Linked DNA regions of Hordeum vulgare: region 2 is linked to region 1. The links are chromatin contacts, called in public Hi-C maps. All regions are on one chromosome and are shown on one strand. Each heading gives the region's core, a stretch centred on a gene start, on an enhancer-like site or on the middle of the called end of the contact. The rest is flanking DNA. Distances are from core to core; before and after follow the strand shown.

Region 1 (5,671 bases), core at 2,166-4,665:
GCATGTTCTTAAGATTTCCTGAATAGCTCTTGTCGTCCTAAATCCAACAAGCTTTGGTTTGCTCGATTCGGAGCTCGTATGCAAAAGTTATGGCAATTTCACTTCCTGAGCTGTTTTTCTCTAAACACGTGGTAGTACCGCTTGGGTGGTACTTCCTTTGTGTAAGAGCGGGCGTAGATTTTTACTACCGCCCTCAAGCGGTAGCACCGCATCTGTTTCCGGTACTACCGTGCCGGACTTTTTCACAACCGTAGCCTCAGCGGAGATAGACACGGAAGCAGTTTTTTACTTCAGTGGCAGTTGGATACTACCCTGCGGTAGTACCGTAAGGGCGCGCGGTAGTGTCGCTCCGGCGGTTCTATCGCTCGTTGCCCCGTGCAGTAGTTCCTCCCTTTGCCACCATCGTGCGTGCGGTAGTACCGCACCGGGCAGCGGTAATACCACACCGGCAACGGTAGTACCGCATCGGGCACCGGTAGTACCGCATCGGGCACCGGTAGTACCGCTTTTCTCGGGCTGAAAGTGGGGGTAACGGGCAGATTCTTCCCCCACTATATAAATGGGGTCTTCTTCCCCATTGGATCTTATCCATCCGTCGAGCTCGTGTTCTTCCCTCTTTGTTGACCTTCTTAGAGCTTGTTAACTCTCAATCCCTCCAATGATTCTTGGTAGTTCTTGAGGGAAAAGAGAGAGGAGATCTGGATCCACATCTCCACCAATCACTTTCTCTTCTATGTGAGGGGAACCCCTTGGATCTTGATCTTGGATTTCTTTGTGAGCTCCTTGTTCTTACTCTCATATTTCTCCATAGCTTTTGTTGTTGTGGATGGATTTGAGTGTGAGGGATTTGACCACTTCGTGTGTTCTGGCATTGCATTAGTTGCATCAGTTTGAGTTCTTGACAGTGATACGTGGAAGTGAGAAGTTGAGAAGCTTATTACCCTTTGGTACTTGGTACCCTAGAGATTGTTCTTCGTGGATGCTTTGGTGTCCTAGAAGCTTGGAGGTGCCTCGGAGCTCAACCATTGTGGTGTAAAGCTCCGGGCAAGCGCCGGGGTCTCCAATTAAGTTGTGGAGATTGCCTCGAGCATTTGTGGTCACCTCGAATCCATATGACATTGTGGTAAAGCTTCGTGGTGTTGTTGGAAGCCTCCAATTAAGTCGTGGAGTTTGCCCCAATCTTGTTTGTACGGGTTCGATGACCGTCCTCAAGGGCCCCTTAGTGGAATCACGACATCTTGCATTGTGCGAGAGCGTGAGGAGATTACGGTGGCCTTAGTGGCATCTTGGGGAGCATTGTGCCTCCACACCGCTCCAAATGGAGATTAGCATCCGCAAGGGTGTGAACTTGGGATACATCGTCGTCTCCGCATGCCTCGGTTATCTCTTACCCGAACCCTTTACTTATGCACTTTACTTTGTGATAGCCATATTGTTTCTTGTCATATATCTTGCTATCACTTAGTTGTTTATCTTGCTTAGCATAAGTTATTGGTGCACATAGGTGAGCCTAGTTGTTTTATGTTTTGTGCTTGACAAATTAAACTTTAGTTTCATTCCGCATTTGTTTAATCTTAAACCGTAATTATTTTAAAGCGCCTATTCACCCCCCTCTAGGCGACATCCACGTCCTTTCAAAGATGACATCGACAACAAAGATGACCAAGATGACATCGACAACCAATATAAAGATGAGGACATCTAAGACGAAGATGAGGACAACCAAGATGAAGAAGAGGACATCGAAGATGAATATGATGGTCCTATCCTTTCGACAATCTTTCTCAAAGGATGAAGAAGCTTACCCGGGACGATAAAGCTAATGTGAAAGTGATGTTACCATTCTCTTTGGCCCTCTTGGGGAAGCCCTTTGCGCACCATCTACCAAAAACCAACATGGTCAAAAAAGTTATGGTGAGATGTTTTATATTCTCATCAATTTTTGGTCATAACCAAGTATGATGAGATGTCTAACATCTCATGCTCTCTATTTTCTCGTAATGATAGAAAGTTCAGAAGTTACCTTTGAATTTTTTTTCCAGAGTGGACATCCTCGCCGTCGACACAGCTGGAGAAATCCATGGACCAAGAGGGTGTGTCATGAACGTCCAATACAAAACGGAATTCGATGGGCACATATCATTCCATAAGTCCGACCGGCGGGAGTTCATCAAGGGAAATAGAGAACTAAGGGTGGACACCCTTATGGTAATCACTATAAGGAAGAGCACCCGCGAAGAGCACCCGCAACGACTATCAGATGATGGTTGTTGTTGACCATGTTTAAAACTAAGTCGTGAATATATCAGCCAGAGAATTAACTATTATGTTAAGATGAATGTGATACATTGATGTTTGTTTCTTATGCCGAACAACTTTCAAGTGATATATTGAGAATTAATTAGTGTATTAATATGAATTCATTTTGCTATTATATTGAGAATCGTGCATGCTCATCCCTCTATAACAACATGCAGAATGTCGCAACAGAAGCCAGTTATGGCGGGCAGGTGAGAAGGCTCAACACTGGAAACTACGTACCAGTGGCGGGCTGGTCTTAGGGCCCAACACTGGAAGGTCGTACGAGTGGCGGGCGCTGGATTTACAGAAGTGGCACGCGACCCATAAGAGCCTTGCCCGTCACTGCTGGGCTTTTCCCACCCGTGAGTGCTAGCATTCTTGCAGTAGTGCTAATATCACCAATCGCGCCTTCTTTCTACGCTTCAAGTTTTATTCTCCATGTTTCACTCACCGGGGCTCCTCTCGATTATTGAGTACATATTTCATACAATATATGATGTTTATATAAGTATAATATATATAGATGTAATATAAATCGGGATTGCTAAGTCTGAGTCGAAGACTTAACCAAGTCTCACCCGATGCAATATCATGGGATATTACATGGAGATCCATGCAAAATATTTATTTTCAAGTTACTGAGAGTTGGTTAAATATTAGTCAACTGAGGTCTAGCCACATCCAAAACAAATACTACCTCTGTTCCTAAATATAAGTCTTTTAAGCGATTTCACTAAGGGTCTACATACGAAGCAAAATGATTGAATCTATACTCTAAAGTATGTCTATATACATTCGTATGTAATTCACTAGTGAAATCTCTATAAAGACTTATATTTAGGAACGGAGGGAGTACTTATTTAGATACAAAGAGACTCTATATAGACAAAATTTCAAGAATATATACAAATAATTATTTCATAATGTTGAGGGTAGAGGACGGTGGAAGCAGGACCGTACACGTGGACATGTGGATGCTCCCATAATCCGTAAACTAATCCCAGACCCGATCGAAATCCAAATCACAAACACTAGCACTTGGACACAAATCGATTTGATTTACAGAGATCTCTCGAGTCCCGGTGAATCCCGGCGGCACTCCTTCTATAAATAGGCGGCAACGGCAGTCACGACCTCCTCAGTCCCGGCCACAACCACATCCTACCCCCAATCTCGCTCCCTACCACGCTGGTCCCTGCGAGGCGGCGCGGCGAGCGCGAGCAGTAGGGTCGGGTCCGGTCAAAGCGAGGCGGCGATGGCGTTGTCGGCGCCGGGCGGCGGCAGCGGGAAGATCGAGCGGCTGTCGTCGATCGACGCGCAGCTGCGGCTGCTCGTACCGGCCAAGGTGTCGGAGGACGACAAGCTCATTGAGTACGACGCGCTCCTCCTCGACCGCTTCCTCGACGTCCTGCAGGGCCTCCACGGCGACGATCTCAGGGAGATGGTAACTCTTTTTTTTCTTCTCTCTCTCTACCTCGCACTGTTCGATCTCGCACCGGATCCGACCTGTCCCGTCATCCATGTGCTACTGCTGCTCTGTTCCCATTGATTCCTCTGAACTTTACATGTGGCGCTTCGGGTTTCGAGTTGAGTTTTCAGCTCAGTGTTCGCGGAGTGGGGTTGACTTTGGGTTAAGTCTCGATGTCGGTAGATTTGTGCGTAATCTGTTGTTTTTGTTAAGCGGGGGTTTGGACGATTGCCCAGGTGCTCAGTTTTTTCTGCCACGAACAAACAAAATTCGCAGCTAATCTATATTCCATCGTGGTCTTGATTTTGGGAGCACTGCTTTAATTAGTCCAACTAAGTTACTGATTGAATCTCAAATCGTGTCAGTCAAACCTGACTTTGTCTGTGGAATTTGCCTTGCTATCATGCGTGCTGGATCTTATGTTGGTCATATACGGGACACGAATAACTGACTTATAGTTGTATCAACTAAAGTAATCATGTTAACTGACTTGGATCTACTGAAATTATGAAAAAGTAGCTGACATATACCAGTTGGGTTGAACTGTCCAGACAGCGGACAGATGACTTCTTAGGACAACCCGTATGGAAGTGCCGTTTCCAAGCGACATTGTCAATTGCTTGTAGGAGACCGTTCTTCCATCTTCTTTATACCGTACCTAAACAAAGCTTGAGTCCACACAACATATGGTGTTTTCAGAGAACCAAACCAGGGAAAAAAAAGGTTCTTGAAACGACTAGGCCTTGACTTTTGTTGACTTGGTGGCCTCACAACCTGTTACGTGTAGGCATATAAACAATTATTAGGTCGCTGGCCGGCTTGATTATTTTTTGTTACCTTGATTGTCAATTGATTAAGAAGACATCCTATTTCTTATGTTGATTGATGGACATTCATAATTGAATTATTATTTCCATTAAACAGGTTCAAGAATGCTACGAGGTGGCTGCTGAATATGAAACAAAGCATGACCTGGAAAAGCTTGATGAACTCGGAGAGATGATAACAAGCTTGGATCCTGGCGACTCTATTGTGATTGCCAAAGCTTTTTCACACATGCTTAACTTGGCCAACTTGGCCGAGGAAGTGCAGATCGCATACAGGAGGAGAGTCAAGCTCAAGAAGGGAGACTTTGCTGATGAAAATTCAGCAATCACAGAATCTGACATCGAGGAAACTCTTAAGAGGCTTGTTTTTGACATGAAGAAGTCCCCTGCTGAGGTCTTTGATGCCCTCAAGAATCAGACTGTTGATCTTGTTTTGACTGCACATCCAACACAATCTGTAAGGAGGTCATTGCTTCAGAAGCATTCGAGGTTAGTTAGCCAAACATTGTGATGATAGTTGTCATGATACAATTTCTATATATTAATCCTGATTTCAATGACTTTATATCAGGATCCGGAACTGTTTGGTTCAGTTATACTCAAAGGATATCACTCCAGATGACAAGCAGGAGCTTGATGAGGCTCTCCAGAGAGAGGTTCTTTACTGCTATCCTTATGTTGATTTTCATGCTGTTTCTAAGGCACATTGTTAACGTGGCAATGCAGTTACAGTAGCCTTACAGCATCAGACCGCTGAGATCCTTTCTTACACTTAACCTAAAATCTTCCTTTTTAGATCCAAGCTGCCTTTAGAACTGATGAGATCCGAAGGACTCAGCCCACTCCCCAAGATGAGATGCGTGCTGGTATGAGCTACTTCCATGAGACAATATGGAAGGGTGTTCCAAAGTTCTTGCGCCGTGTTGATACGGCATTGAAGAACATTGGGATCAATGAGCGTGTTCCTTATAATGCTCCTCTTATCCAGTTCTCTTCTTGGATGGGTGGAGATCGTGATGGTGAGTGGGATCTCTGTGCCTCGTAATTCTGTGCAGCGTACATCTATGAAATATTT
Region 2 (5,379 bases), core at 2,307-4,806, 140 kb before region 1:
TAAGGAATTCAAATTTGGGATTCCTTTGTTAACACATAAACAATCATCATTCTCGCAAGAAGAAAATCATTGAGTCGGTAGTACCATATGATTTCCGACTATTTCGAGCCATAGAGTGACTTCTAAAATTTTACACAAATATGTTGCGATTTATTTTGGATTCGGAATTGTAAGCCCTTGAGGGACTTCGATATAAAATTCTGAAACAAGTGACCCATATGAATATGTAGGCACTGCATCCATTAACTGCATGGATAATATTATTTGTACTGTCAATGGTATTTATTATCGAAACATAGTTTCACTCATACCAAGAAGGTTTGTTACATCGTAATCGATGTCGGGTCTCTGCTTGAACCCTTTTGCTACAAGCCTCGCTTTTTCACCACCTCATTGACGTTGTCTACGAATGAGAAGTTCTTAGTATTCCCTATGGAGGATACTTATGAAGAGTAGGTATTACTATGGTAAATACCACTCTTTGATGAGCGAGTGCTATTCTTCATTACTTGCTTCCTTTTATGTGAACCAATATGAGTACAAGAGGCACTCTACCATGGATTTTGGTTCAGGGCCCAAAAGGTTTTAGCAATTTTCAGAAGAAATATATGTCGACAAATGTAGTCTTTATTTTGAATGATTCTCGTGGAATTGATAAAATTTATGGAAATGTATTTATTTCTTTTAACTCCTTGTGATTTCCTACAACAATGGAGTCAAGGTGTTTCGATGCCCCGACACGAAAACATTTGTGCACATTTATGTCGGGCTTTGGATGATGAGCATCCAGTGAGGTGTCTTTCAACTTGATGTTGAATTACATTTACTGGTTGAGGAATTGATTTCCTCTATTTCCGTGGAAGCATATGCGAGATTATATCTCGTGTGATCAGAATTCTCCCCCTCTTGCTCTCATTTCGGGAGAAGAGTGGTTTATCAGGTACCTCCACTCTTTCTGACACTTTACTGCAAGAATATAAAATTGAGTGACACCATTGTCATCAGTAAATGTATGTGGCAGATTTGCAATGTGTTGCAAATATGTGATTCTAAACTTCTTGTTCAGATTCTTTGAGTACGTGGATATAAGGACCGAATGTGAATAACATTTCTAATTTATTTCTTGGCATTATTTGTGGTACTTATCTCTCCCTAATGCCATAAATGTCCTTATTGCTGATGCAATCAGCATACGAGCTATGAATATTTTTGATTGACGAATAAATTGTTATTGCTCACATAGATCCCTAATTTTCTGTGAGAGCCCATTGATGTATGTTGGAGTGGTGATATCGGTATGTAACCGAACTATCACATATAGGAAATACTTTGTTGATTTCCACGTAATTACTACAAGGGGAAAGTAGTATACTACCGTTGCAACACATTGATATCATTGAGAGTGCCCGGCATACCAAAAAAGCAATGCCAAATCCATAAATCCTCGGATGCTACGGCCTCTAGCACAATTGTTGCATCATGAGACTTGCCACAATACATTCCTTGCCAAGCCTTGGGGCAATTTTTCCAATTCCAATGCATACAATCAATGCTACCTAGCATGCCAGACCAACCTCTCCTCTCATTAGGTGCCATCAATTTCTTTGTGTCATCTTCATTGGGTGCCCGAATATACCTAGGACCGAAGACATGGATGATCACTTTCGCAAATCTACGCACACACTCAATTGTGCTATCTTAACCAATGCGAAGATACTCATCGGCATAGTCATCCGGAACGCCATATGCAATCACCCGCATAGCTGCGGAGATTTTTTGATATGCACTAAATCCCTTTAAGCCCGCGACATTCCTTCTTTGAGTAAAATAGCAGCAATTTGCCTCGCAAGCTTGAACAAGTTTCACAAAGAGGGATCGACCCATTCGATACCTTCTTAGGAAGAGGGGCGGATGATATGTAGGATTCTCCGTGAAATAGTCTTGCATCAACATCTCGTTCCCAAGATGGCGATTCCAAGGAATACACAAACGCCCGACAGTCGATCCTCGCCTCCTCTTCCGGTGCTCGTCTTCATGCTCCTTCACGACAAGCGCCATGACTAATGTTTGCTGCCGAAAGTTCGCAAGCATGGTCTCAACATCCGAGTCGTCCGAATTGGACGAATCAGATAGTAAGAACTTCTCGCACGGGGTCAACTCCATCTACACGCACACCGGCGCGTCAATCTACTACACAGCTCGCAAAAATCACAAAAAGGGACTAACCGGTGGCGGGTGATCCCGAGCGGCGACGAGGAGGTGCGCTCGACGGTGGTCGATCCCCGGCGGCGGCGGCGACGGGGGCGGCTCTTCTCGCCGGATCCGGAGGGGCGGTGCAGCGGCTCAGCGCGGGAGGGTGTGTGGCGGCCCCGGGGCGCGATTCCGCGTGCAGATATGGCCGGAATCGCCGGCGGCGGGCGGGCGGCGGCTAAAGGAGGGGGAAAAGAGCGCGGGTTGAAATGTCCCTCCCGCCAACTGCTTCTGTGTGATGCAGGGCACCGCAGTCGCGAGGGGGAAACCCGCGTTTTCCCGGGTTGGGGTCGGGAATTTGCCGCGCCTCCCAAAATTTTTTGCGGGCCGGGGCGGGATGCGGGGTCTGGTCGGGCAGGCTTTCCGGCCCATACCCGCATTTTGGCGGTTATTTTGCGAATCGGGGGCGGATGCGGGGTCTGCTAGAGTTGCTCTCAGGCCGTTGCGCCGTGCTGCCAGCAGGGAGAACAAGGCCCCGTCGTCGTGCTACGTGATGTAGCCTGTAGGGCGCCGCACGCTCGTTGGAGTCCTCACGTTGCACGTTGGATCTGCAGGGTGGCCGCGACTAGTGCCGTAGGTCGTTGCTGTGAACCCCGACGGGGCGATCTGTATCGGGAGGAACCACCGTGCGATGGCCTGTGGAACGCCGGGAGGAGCACCATCGAGGCCGACGGTCGTCGCATCCTCGGCGGCGGATGGCGTCATCGCCACACCGTGCATCACGGTCTCGTCGTTGGGGCACGCATGGCGTCACCTTTTCCTCTTCGCTTGTTGTCGTTTTTGTTCAGCTTGGCCTAATTGCTCTATGAAAGAGGCGTTCGTGATAACGCGTAGAGAGTAAAAGGAAAGAGAGCAATTGTGGAACAATTATCTCATTGATTGAAGGTTTACAAAGGACGGTCGTCAAACTAAGCAACCGATATAAGCATGGATTATCTCCTAATTAATTTAATTAATTAATTCCTAACAGGAATTTTGAGTTGCTTGGGTAGCACTTTCTGGCTTTCTGCCTCGTGGGCAGAGTACTTTCTGAATAGGATACTCCTGCATCTCTCTTGATAGTAGCGGTCGAGCGTTGCACGCCTCGTTTGACCTTCACCAGCTCGATAAGCTATCTCTTTTTTCGAGCTGGATAACCTATCTCTTGATACGATAAGCCATGTGATGCAACAACATAATATTACTAGTGTACCTCAATTATTATTATTAGAGCTAATAAAGTAGCAGTGGGTTACCCCAATTTTATAAGTCTAATCAGGTCTTCACCGACGCAAATGCAACGACAATGACGTTTCTCAGAAGAAGGCGAAGTTCTACATGATGACCGACCGGGACCGGGGATGCTTTGGATATTCTCCAAGGGGGGCCTCACTGCCGCACGCAAGAGTTTCCAAGCTTGGCTTCCGAAGGCTACCACAATTTCGTCAGTTTCCTTCAGAAATCAAGGCTAACTTGGCTAGTATTCTCAGATTTCTCTATTTCTTCTACCTTTTGTTTCTGTCTTGATTCATAAAAAGTTCTAGTTTTCTTCTTCTTTGCGTGCTAGTTCTTCCCTAGTTTAATCATCCATGATGTGTGTTCTGTGGAACAATCTCACATGGACAATGACGACGGCAGTTCGTAACGCTACACCGTGAGTTCGAAAATAAAGAAATCAACCCTTATTTTATTTTTCACAACCAATATAGATCGCCGAGGCTAAGGTAAGGAGGGGCAAGTAAGATGAAAGTTCTTCGAGTCATGAGTTAGTATGTTACCCATCCTATTTGTCGTGTAAAATTTAGGGATTTTTCTTGATGGGATTTAGGAATTTAGTTTCATTCAATTATCATGAATTCAAATAAGAGCATATTTCCCTAAAAGAAGCAAATGAGAGCATATTTCTTCCCTGAAAAAAAGATGAGAGCATATTTGTACAGCTGGGAACAGATGCTCCACCTGGAAACAGGTTCCCCGGCCTATGTTCAGTCCATCTTCTCTTGTTTGATGTGGATGTGGCATCCACCAACTGCAACATGACAGCCGCCCATATATAAAGAAAAAACGGACATTATTAGTGCTTCTTTTCCACCAAAGTGCGCTTTATTCTAAATGCTTATATAAGCGCAGCAACCCCACTTCATAATGCCTTTAACTAATATAGAGAATCTTACTAAGAATGTATTGTAGTCAAAAGATGCATCATAAAATTTAACAAATATTTCGTAGACTTCAACATCGGCGCCGTCCAAGAAACGAAGTTTGTGGAACTAATAAAGTGATCTCTTATTGAGGCAGCGACACCTGGGTCGAACAACGGACTATAGCTTTGTTCTTATAAAAGAAAGGTTAATTTGCTTGACTTGGAACAAACACCATAAGCTATCACTTGTTATGATAAGCAATGCAATTATGCGACCAAAAATATACAATTCAAATAAGACGGCTAAACTGCATGTATTTCAATGATAAGCAATGCAATCATTCAAAAAGTATCAACATGGTATGTCCAAATACAATAAAATTATACAAGGTTATAATCCCTCCGTCCCAAAATAAATGCCCACGGAAACACCCTTTCGATCGGACAAGACAATGGGGGAAAAGGGCAAGGTTAATTGGGACAGTATATGCCGACCAACTGACCATGGGGGACTTAGGGTTCTCAACACTGAAAAATTTGCTAGGGCTTTGAGGCTGGGATGGCCATGGTACTAATGGAAAGAGACGACCAAATATTGGGTTCGCATGGGAAACCCCTGCGTCGAGATGGATCTTCATCTTTTCTATGCCTCAACTATTATCCCTATGGGCAATGGAGTGCGCACACCGTCCTTCTGGGACGGGCCTTGGGTGCAAGATAGAAAGCCTAAGGAAATATCACCTCTCATCTAGAGGCATCTACACGTAAGAATTGGAAAGTTGTGAGGCACTTCGTGGCAATGCTTGGGCTTCGAAAGTGAAGATGTCTGCCATGCATTCCATGGATCACTTTTGGCATCTCATCTCTCTTTGGATTCTCATTGCCGACTATCAGCTCGAGGAAAATGCCATATACGACATAATTTGGAAGCATATGGTCGATGGGCAGTACACGACTCGTCTCCCTTACTCGGTGCAATTTTTGGGAACTATCTACATCCCCATGGA

What was found. A called contact is a pair of places that touch in the nucleus more often than the background predicts.
Region 2: a Hi-C map of leaf shows a contact between it and region 1, with 2.8 times the contacts expected there. The contact joins the enhancer-like site here to the promoter of LOC123399942 in region 1. A contact is called at or near these places in 2 of 6 Hi-C or Micro-C datasets (leaf and seedling) and 1 of 1 datasets of contacts at active chromatin or transcription factors (embryo).

Annotation. Positions count from the first base shown.
Region 1 is chr5H:387,365,333-387,371,003 of MorexV3_pseudomolecules_assembly, reverse strand. It overlaps LOC123399942 (phosphoenolpyruvate carboxylase 2), which reads left to right and starts at 3,415. Exons shown (of 10, transcript XM_045094332.1): 1 at 3,415-3,745; 2 at 4,694-5,085; 3 at 5,168-5,252; 4 at 5,393-5,615. The coding sequence starts at 3,557.
Region 2 is chr5H:387,507,113-387,512,491 of MorexV3_pseudomolecules_assembly, reverse strand. No RefSeq gene overlaps it. Among protein-coding and RNA genes, the nearest start is that of LOC123396194, 31 kb to the left of the region's middle. Within about 2 kb of position 3,556, at least 2 of the 3 cell types and tissues checked have open chromatin away from gene starts, as enhancers often do. A contact at or near this core is called in leaf, where this site is marked.